Linked DNA regions of Gossypium hirsutum: region 1 is linked to region 2. A link is a contact called in public Hi-C data. All regions are on one chromosome and are shown on one strand. The core of a region is the stretch at or near the end of the contact, and the rest is flanking DNA. Distances in the headings are between cores, read along the strand shown. Region 1 has its middle 11 kb from the start of LOC121225066. Region 2 has its middle 56 kb from the start of LOC121226073.

The links. Hi-C and Micro-C count contacts between places; a contact is called where the count stands out from the background.
Region 1: a contact with region 2 is called in a Hi-C map of leaf, with 2.5 times the contacts expected there. The contact joins two enhancer-like sites. A contact is called at or near these places in 10 of 34 Hi-C or Micro-C datasets (anther, callus, fibers and 3 more).

Annotation. Positions count from the first base shown.
Region 1 is chrD13:44,092,263-44,097,668 of Gossypium_hirsutum_v2.1, reverse strand. No RefSeq gene overlaps it. Among protein-coding and RNA genes, the nearest start is that of LOC121225066, 11 kb to the right of the region's middle. Within about 2 kb of position 3,133, at least 5 of the 9 cell types and tissues checked have an H3K27ac peak or open chromatin away from gene starts, as enhancers often do. A contact at or near this core is called in leaf, where this site is marked.
Region 2 is chrD13:43,886,310-43,891,721 of Gossypium_hirsutum_v2.1, reverse strand. No RefSeq gene overlaps it. Among protein-coding and RNA genes, the nearest start is that of LOC121226073, 56 kb to the right of the region's middle. Within about 2 kb of position 3,856, at least 3 of the 9 cell types and tissues checked have an H3K27ac peak or open chromatin away from gene starts, as enhancers often do. A contact at or near this core is called in leaf, where this site is marked.

The sequences.
Region 1 (5,406 bases), core at 1,884-4,383, 210 kb before region 2:
TTAAGTGATCCAAATGTGTGTTTGTAAAACTCTATAATAGTTAAGTGGCCATTTATAAAATCGGTTAAATCGTTAGGTTCTGCATGATGATTAAATGCAAACATTCTGTGCGTATAAGCGTAAAGTTAAGTATGTATAATTGTTGTATGAGTAAGCATGTTTCTATATTGTATTTTCGATTTTCATATTGTACGTTATTTTGATATGTGAAATTGTATACATTATTAGCACATTCTGATCTATCGAGTATATAAGAGCATGTCTAATCTGTGTGCTGAGTATGTATGATGTTTTTGCATATGCATTGGATTGAGATATGATATGTGATGGAAGAAGTTTTGCTAGACTATATTTTACAATTTCTAGCAGTAACACCACAAATGTTTGTATATGGCAATTAAACATTGTATATATATGATTTTGGCTATTTCCACACTATATCTAGCAGCTTGACTGTATATTTCTGTATAGTGACGTACGATTAATAATTTGGTGTGTAGGGTGGGAAGGGTATTTTTACCCTAATTGGTGTGTTAGGATGAACGAATATGGTGTGTAGCAAATGGGGGTAGGATCTGTATTTGTTTTGTGTCATATGTTGCATCACATGATATGTCATGTCATCTGTTAGAGTATGCCCAAAGACCAATCATGAGATGGTTGAAATTACATACTCATTTTACCATGTTATTAATATAAGACATTGTCATTGTTATTTCAGTTTCTTTTTCTGTGTATATAAATAAACTGATCAATAATAAAGACCTAAGAATAATATACTTATTCTTAAAAGGTCCTTAGTCAAGTATTATTTTAGGCTTGGACAATAATAATGCATTTAGACTAATGTGTACTTGATTGATGGCAAAGTGTTGTCATTGACATAGGGATGTAAAAAATGAATACATGAGTATGTCTTAGAGAACAATATATTGGACTGACCCACCATGAGTATGTTTTTTGGATTATTATGTAATAGTTACAAACATTACTCATAGTGATAACTATGTATATGATCCTCAGACTTGAGATCATCATTGTCCCAACATCGCGAGTTGTATATTTTAATATAGTCAAACATCTACCGTAACAGGTTGAACTATAAAGACTGATGTTGGATATACCACAATCAATGTAGTGGGATATGATTGATCAAGATAAGATTTATCCCTCCTACATAATGGGAGAAATATCTTGGGCCACTTGATGGAGTGAGATTAGAAATGCATGGCCATGCTCAAATATGTTAATATGAAATATCACACTTATGTTTATTAGTCTACTCAGAATATTAAGAAATATGATATTGGACTATACAATTGTGACTATACCATGACTTGTGTCCAATGTAGATATAAATGATAAAAGGATATGATACATGAAAAGTTTATCACAGAAATGTTATGTCGAATCACGACTTATTGTAACTTGGGTAGTACTGATGCATTGCTAGATGTCACTCATTGCTTGTAAGATTAGAAATGTTCTAGTATTACTACAAACGTTACAAGAACTTATAGGTTCACACCCAATGGTTAAAGTGAACAAACTTCACAGCAATAGAATGGGCATATACCCTCTTATATACAACTATGGTGGATTCTTATCATTGGCGGATAAGAATCACTTGGCAGATAATATCGCCCGACGAACAATATTGCCTGACGGATAGTATAACCTGGTGGATACGATTCACAACTTTTTTATAGAGTTAATATTTATGAAAGTTAGTATTCTTTTGGAAATAATATAATTTCAATATCTTCCATGATTTTCTCTGTAAAGTAAAAGGAAATTATTCTGTTTTAATATATGATATTAATAAAAGGAAGATAATCCCTGATCATGTGGGAGTGAATAAGTAAGAAAAATTCAAAGGGTCTAGTAGCTGGATTTTGGATTCACTTTGAAAGGGTTCAAATAGTTTTAACTATTTCTTGTTTAACTGGGTGGACTACGTAGAGGCCAAGACAATTTTTTTTGTTGCGACTAGGATTGGCATCACCCAAAGGAATTCAACCAACAACGTTATTCGCCATTCTTCAGTTTTCTAAGGTATATCTTCAACCCTTTTTCAACTAGACTTGATCCTTGTACATGGATCTGTCGTTGATGATTGCTAGAATATTTTTTCCGTTGTGCCACGGGACGTACCATCGATCCAATACCATTTGTGTCTGATCTATTTAATATGTTGCATTGCACAAAAATGTTTTGTTATCCTTGTCTATTTATTTATTGAATCTGTATGATTGTCTAATATCTGTTATGTGCATGAGGGCTAAGTTACACATTAAGCTTTATTAGCTCACCCAATAATTTATCTTCTCAAGTAATCAACAAACTTAGGATCAGGCGGTGTGTGGGAGTCTGGATTGGATTTTAGCTAAATAAAAAGTCTATTTATAATTTTAAACTTAATTCTAGACTTTTTGGACTGTATAAATATTTTGGACTTTATTTTTTGTTTTTGGATTTTCTGCTGGATTTTGTTTTTGATAATTTGTAAATTATATGTTTTCTCATTTTGAAATCATATTTTACAAATTAAGAACTTTAGAATTTCCATTGCAAAACTAAGTAACCAAATAAGTGTTTTTTGTTGTTAAATAAATAAGTTCAACGCGTATTTTTCTGAAAAACTGTAAAAGATTTGTCAAAATTAATATTTTCGAAACACACAATTTTCTAGTTTAAAATATGGAGTTTTAAAACGAGTTTGCGTAATTTTTCAATATTCGACCATAACGTCTAAGTCGAGTGTGAGATATTACATATGATGATAAATTAAATATGTAATAATTATTTATTTGAAGTAAATGATTTTAATAGTTTAATTTAAATAAATAGGGAAGTACAAATTTTAAATAATTGAATAAAATAAATTTGAAATGTATGAAAATTCTGTAAGAATGAAAAGACTCACACGGAAATAAATTACTTTCCAACATTGAAAATACATCAAGATACATGGTAAACACTATGATGAAGTAAATGTCGAATGAATGGTTTTGCGATTACAAGTTAATTTGTTTGGTCAACTGAACTCCATCCACCATAGAGTTAGTACAAAGGATATGGGCCAAAGCCCAAATAAATACATTGAACCGCATCTATCACAGAGTAAGTTTAAAGGATATGGGCCAAAGCCCAAGGTTTAGTTCACAAAGAAAAACAATCACCACCGTGGCAGAGGAGGAGGGGAGAGAGAGCCAAGGTCTAATGAAGCTGTCGTGCAGCTGACCTGAGAAACAGCACCTCCAGAAAATTGCAAGTTTTACGGTTACAAGTTGAAATCAATTTTGTTATACTGATTTATAGAAAGAATTATCTAAGATGAATAGCCAACAAAAATCAAAATTTATATAACAAATCTCATGCCTTAGAAAATTACAACTAATCTATTAAAAAAGATTTAGTAAGAGCAACGAAAGATCAATAATTTTGTCATGAATTTTCTTTAAAGAGTTTATAAATATAATTATAAGTAAAATCACATTCATATTCGTAAATAATACAATCTAAAGTTAAATTAGAATATTTTTAAATAGGGCATGCAAATTATAATTTTTTTTTATTTCAAATAAAGATACTAAAAGAGTTTTTTTTTCAGTATTTGAATCAAGTTTGAATTTTGAAATTGACATTGTCGTGAAGGCTTTACTTGAAATGGATGAAGACAATTGTATTTATACCAAAAAAAATAGAAAACATTTAAGTTGATTAAATATTTCTTCAATTTTAACCGGATGATATTAACAAGAATAACACAATCCTTACTCCAAACTTGAAAAAAAAATTCTGAAGCACTTGCTAATTTTCGCCCAATCAGTTGTTGCAATCTATCTTTACAATTATAGCTTGAATCATGGCTTCAAGGATGAAATTTCTCATTTTGAAAGTTATATAATGTACACAATCTACTTTCTTTGCTGATAGAGCGATACAAGATAATATCTTATTGGCCCTTGAGGCCTTCCATGCCTTTTGTAAAAATGAAAGTGGGAGCAGGAAGGATATACGGCTACCAAGTTAGATCTTGTCAAGACTTGTGAAAAAGTGAATTGGTCCTTCTTCAAGAGACTAGTGGAGAGAATGGGTTTTTGTAAACGATGGTCAATAGGATTCGCGAATGTGTTTCAATAGTTAAATCCATGCTTCTATTTATAGAGGCTAGTAAAGGTTAGTTTATTTTAATAAGGGGATTATTGCAAGGAGACCACTCTCCCCTACCTCTTTCTCCTGGAGGTAAACATGTTTTCAAAGCTTTTGGAAAAAGCCGAACTACAAGGTGATCTTAAAGCATTTAAAATCAATCAAAGATGTTGTACACTATCACGTACACTTTTTGTTTGCAGACGATTATCTATTTTTCACAAGTGTGACAAATCGAAGTTGTGAAGTTATTTTTACTGTTCTTAACCCGTTTTAAGATGTTACGAGTCAATCCTTGATCGATCAGAAACATCTATTTTATTTTCATAAAATACCTCTTCTATTGTGAAAAACGGAATCCAAGGAAGAATGAGAATTCCAATCATAAAGCCAACTTGATTTGTTTGGGGCTCCCAAGGAGGAAAAATCCTAAACATTGGGGTTTATCATGGATAAACTACGTTCTAAAAATCAAAATTGGAAAGGAAGACTAGTTTCTCAAACAGGGAGGGAGATCCTTACGAAGTCAATTGCATCCGTTATTCCCATATTTGCTATACAATGTTTTGGAATCCCAGCTTTCTGCCAAGGAGTTAATTCAGAGCTAAACAAATTTTGGAGGGGAGGAATGTTTGGAAAATTATTTAGAAAAACATATGAAAGTTGGCTGGAATTTGAATTTTTTTTGTACTATAGATTTATCCGTGATATTTAAAATAATAAATTTGATTAAATAAGTGTTAATTTGTGTTCCGAAGATAGCTACATATGGGTTTTGGAAATGTGTATAACTTTTCAGAAAAACTCGAATTGAAGTTCAAAATCTTTAAGCCCTTAATTAAATAATTTTTTTCTAATTCTTGAATTTTCAATAGCTTAAAGTGTGGGCTCTACTCAAAGAATCGAATAAATAATAAAAACTAAGACTTCCTAGTGAATGGAAGTCGGAATCCTCTATGTATTTCAAATAAAAAATTCATCTTCTGGACTTAAATTATAATTGATAGATTATTGCAATTATAACTCTTACAAATCTAGATCTAAATTAAAAAAAAATTTAATCAAGTATAAGAAAATTTTAACTATATAAAATTTTCACTAAATTATAATTGATAGACAATTACAAATCTAAAATCCAAACTAAAAAGTAAATTCAATATAATTTTTCTTAGTACAAGACGACATAAAAGGATATTTGGAAGAACTTAATTTTTATTCAAAGCACATTTATTAATTAAATAAGAGGAGTTT
Region 2 (5,412 bases), core at 2,607-5,106:
ATTAAGGTGCTAGGTGCCGAAAATACCCTTGGAGTGATTAGGGTTTCATTAAGGAAAATAACCCTAAATGGTTGTCCAAAATTCAGCTGAATATTTCCAAGTTTTGTCGTGTCGTCCTGACGTTAGGAAAGCCCTCTTCGCAACTTCACTGTCAAGATACGATTAAATCTTCTCATAGTTTTTCGCTTTGTTGTGAAGAGGGAGAAACCCCGATCATGACACATGGTGGTTTTTAGCTCTAGCAACTTGAAAGTTCTGTGTTGCGACATGGACCCCCTTGTGTTGCGACACGATTGTTGTCCCTTGTGCTTCTTGACTTGAAATGGCACCCTACACACTTAAATAGCCTATTAGTCGTTCCCAAAGCTTGAGTTGGCCCAACGGATCGTCAAAACACTAAAAATTGTGTAAAAATACTTATTTTGCGATAATTTAATGATAAGCTAATAAAACCGAAAATGCAATAAAAGAAGATAAAATGCCTAGAAAATAAGCTCGTTAAGTGCTAAAAAGTACTTAAATTGCCATTACGATTTGTGACAGGTCAATAGTAAAAATGCAATATCACTATGTTAATAGCATATATCTTTATAATTTTTAAAAGACTAAATCAAATTTTTATTATTTTGGAGAGAGCCAAAGTACAATTTTATCAATACTAATTTAAAATTTTATAAATTATAAAAGGGATAAAAAAATAAAATTTTTATTTTAGGGGCAAAGGCTCTGCACATCCTAGTTTCCCGTGAATAAAAGAATAGGGATTAAATTTTGTTTAAAATCTTATATAAGCATTAGATTTGAATGGGTTTAAAATATAAAATTTAAGGGTTAGAATTTAACTTCAAATTCGAACTCTATGTTAAAAGTCATCTAATTAATTAAAAATAATGAATATATATCAGAAAGAAAGAAAAGAGTAGAACAATGAGGGCCAGCGCAGGCTCTTGTTGGACTTGGCATGGCAATTGCCCACCGACAGTTTTTTATTTAAAATTCCGTACAACCCCAACAACACAATCGACATAACCAAAGCAACCAGCTTTTTAGTACTATTTTCAATTAAATAAAAAAATTTTAATGGTATTATTGACGATTGAAATTTGAAATGTTAAAAAAATGTTTTTATCATTAAATATTTAAGGATAAATTGATTTGGAAACAAGTTTAGTCATGTGCATTTTATTAATTTGATTCTAAATCTAAAAATTTAACAAATTTGACACTTATTATTTACGGAATTGCAATTTAATTTTACTTCTAAAAAAATTAAAAAACTCTAATCCTAAACATTTACAAAATTTGTGAATTTGAATAAAACTTCATTCTTCTAGTAAAATTGTTTTGAATCTGAAAACAAATATATCAAATGACAATGACGCAATTACTTTTCGGGTTTTTACGGGCTGTCAGGTTGGAGCATATTATTTCTTTTAAATACTTTAATTACAAATATGTTTTGATATTATACATTTTTAAAAACATAATAGAATAATTTAGTTTAATGGTTATATTTTATTTTTAGATGCACTAAAAAAATAAAACTTATTTAAAATATCAAAATCTTATGCTGACAGTATCAAAATATATGCATCGATATTGAATTAATGCATTAAAACACATTAAAATTTTGAGTGAAACAAAACTTGAGATATTAGATACGGATGCAAAATAGAAATAGATGTCTCTTTTCAAACCTCTAGTTTTACAATTGCTAGCTAGTTGTTATGCTTATTAGTGAAAGCAGTTGAAATTGGCTCCAAAATTGTGAAGTTCTTCAGTTGACGGCTCAGCACTTGCAATTTCCATCATATCTAATTCAATTTTTCATGTGATCTAAAAGGTTTAACTTCTCACACTTTCATTTTTTTTTCTCCAAGTAATCAACTTAAGCTTCTCTTTTACAACTTTTCACTGTATTTTCCTTTTTCTTGTCTTTGGGTTTCATTTTCACTCATTCTTTATATTTGCTAGATTCATGAGTTATTTAATACTTTTTTATATGATATCAGAACCTCTTGCCTGACGTTTGGCTCTGTTGGTATAGACGTCCATAATGGCCACCCACACAGTGAATAATCATTACCATTTTTTCCGCTAAGTAGATTGCCATGTTTCTGATAATTGTCTTGCCCTTCCTCCTATGGTGAGTAATAAAACTAATGCGTTCAAGTAGGTGTTTGCAAGCCACATCCAAGAATTCAAAGTTGGTTTAAATGGTTCTTAATATATTGCAACAAGGAAGTTTTTGTCAAATCGATCTTGTAGGCATAACCCACTTATGTAAAGAAGTGTGTTCTTACTCCCTAATTCGGTTACTAATGCAGTAATTGTTATTTGTAGATTTTGGTGGGTAGAGAAAAACGAAGACCGTGAGTGGAGAATGTTAGCTCAAGACACAGTTAGAATGCCGAAAGGTATGAGAGCCTTAGCTTTCGAGATGTATGGCTCTTTGACCTTACTCTCTTAGAAAAACAAATGTGGACACTACTACTTCATAATAAGCATACCTTGTATTCTAACCTAAGAGAGTGGAGAAGCCTTTAGTCGTTTGGACTAATATATTGTCGGCTTTGAATGCTTTGTCTCGTCTAATCTTTTGAGAAAATAATATGTTTCACAAAGTTATTTTGGAAAAGTTTGATAATGTTTACCATTGCTATTAAATAATATATTTTGAGAAAATAAAATGTCTATTATAGACATGATGTTGTAAAGTAAAAAATTATACATTTAAATTATATTTAATTTCATTAATATTATTATGAAACATATAAACTTAAATAATAATAAAATATTAAAATAATTTATTAAATAATTAAATTTTGATATATAGAATGCATAGAATATATAAATTAGTTAGTATTATGAAATAATTAAGATTAAATTATGATAAATATTATAATTACTCAAAGGACTAGTACATACTTTATTAAGATAGGTTATAGTTGATTTTTATTACGGTCTGATAAATTTGTATCATATGGATTATTGCAAAAATCTATTAGTAAATCGAAGAATCTGTCAAAATAATCAAACTCTTTGAGAGGAGGCTTAGACACGAGTTCATTCCAACAACGGTAGGGATCACCTCTACTCCAATGTCTAATGACCATAGGTGTCAGCGGTGTGGTGCTCCTAGTGAGATTATGGTGAATGCACTTAGGGATTGCCCTCGAGAGACTTTGCAACTTGGAGGTATTAATAATGATTTGTTATTGTCTAATGTTTCCAAGTGCATTGACTGGATGGAGTGAACTTTGTGCATCATGGATCATGAAGCTTTTACGAGCTTCTTGATCTACGGCAACTTTGGAATGTGCGCAATGCGGAAGTGATGCTTGGCCTAGAACATCAAGGGGCTTGCAATCTGAATGTCGTATCCATAATTTGAGCAGACACAGTCTCTTGCCTCATAGACGGTGACTTGTTGGATGGAGAGTGCAAAAGGAATCAGCACTAAACATAAAATTTCACCAACTCACTCAGGTACATGTTTTCAACCTTCTCATATAATGCAAATCTCATCTTCAATTTGTTTTTCTAACGCGGTAGTGAAAATGTGGTTAACAACTCCCAATCACCCCACCGACCACGAAAGAAAAAAATCCAATGCAAAGGAATAAATTATAGGACAAAGTTGTAGGGCAAGCCTTGACAGTTCATTGATTGGAAAAATATAGTTAATTGAGTCGGGGAAACCGTACTATGCCCCATCACGGACAGAATTGTTGAGTAATTATTAATTTGGAAAACAAAGGCAACAATTCATTGTTTGAAAATGGCCCACAAATGTGTAAATGTTGACATAGAAATGGTATCATTAATTAGGGGAAGTGTGGTCAGTCTAGGATAAAGTCAGGAAGAAGGTGGTGCCCTCCACTTGGGGTTATGGAGGCTGTGAAAGTCTGCTCAGAAATCAGCATGCTTTTCTGGATTTTCTCACAGATATGGTTAACAGTTCTATTACTATAAGCGTTGAAGTCAAAGTGAATTTAATTCCATCCCCCTTTTAATTGGCATATTGAATTATTTGGCCCTTTAACTTTACAAAATTTTATTTTAGTCCATTTTATTTTTTCTCTTTTTTAGCCCTTTAACTTGCATTGTTTGTTAAATTATCACAAAATAAATGGAAAAGTTGCATCCACATGTATGCCACATAAACAATTAATTATTTTTTAAAATATTAAAAATACTTTTTGGTATTTTTATAATTTTTAATAATTTTAATGATTTTTAATGATTTTTAATTATAATTTATTTTTAAATTTAAAAAATTAATTAATTACTGATGTGGCATCCATGTGTATACCACATTAACAAAATTAACAAAAATTAATTTTTCAATTTATTTTAGGATGATTTGACAAATAACACTAGTTCAAGGGATAAAAAAATACGAAAAATTAAATGAAGTACTAAAATAATTTTTTTTCTAAAGCTAGAGTGCCAAATAACTTTTAATTTTTATTTCGGTATTAAATATTTGGGATATGGCAATTTGAATGCTCCACAGATTCGGTATTAAAAAAGCCAAAAATTATATTTGGTGTTTTAAAATTTATGGATTACTTTTATTTCTTTTTACTTGAAAATAAATGCAAAATTATATTTTATGCCTTCAAATATTTTCAATATAGTTATAAAATCTACAGTTGATAAGACTTTTAATTATTCAGCATGTATCATTAACTTAATTTTCTCTACTTTTTTCAATCAATTAAATGAATATATTTATCTTAATTATTTTATTAATATTTTTCACTCTATGTCTGGTCATAATGAAGAAAAAACACACACTATTACAATGTTTAATACAAATTAGGCATTACTTGTTTTTCTTTTTTAATTAAATGCATATATACATTTTTTACAATGATGTTTACAAATTAGTTTATTTATGGGTAGATAAATATTCTGCCAATAGATTGCAACATGAATACCTTAAATTTTATCTGGTTATTAGAAAAAACTTATTTAACACACATGTATTAACATGAGAAAAAGTTAGTGTACTAATTTAAGCAATAAATAGCTCATAATGTCATTTTTTCCCATATAAGAAAAAAAAAACCCAATAAATCATTTTTTTCGTCCAATTAGATCACTATGGAGTTTCTAGCATTTGAGACGTTCATATCCCCAAACAAGTGTAAGAAAAAAAATCATATCTCGTATTACAAATAAAAAAAAATTTCATGTTGACAGTGTGCCTACCCCATTAGAAAAGGAAAAGGAAATTGAACTATGATGTTTTCAGCTAGTGGTGATTATGGGCTGGGCCAGGCCCAAACAAAATTTTAGCTCCGTTTTTTAAGTCTAGGCCCTGCTCGGCCCGAAATATGAGCCTAAAAATTTGTCCAATCCCAGTCCGAAAGAAAATTGCTAAGCCCGAGCCCGGCCCGGCCC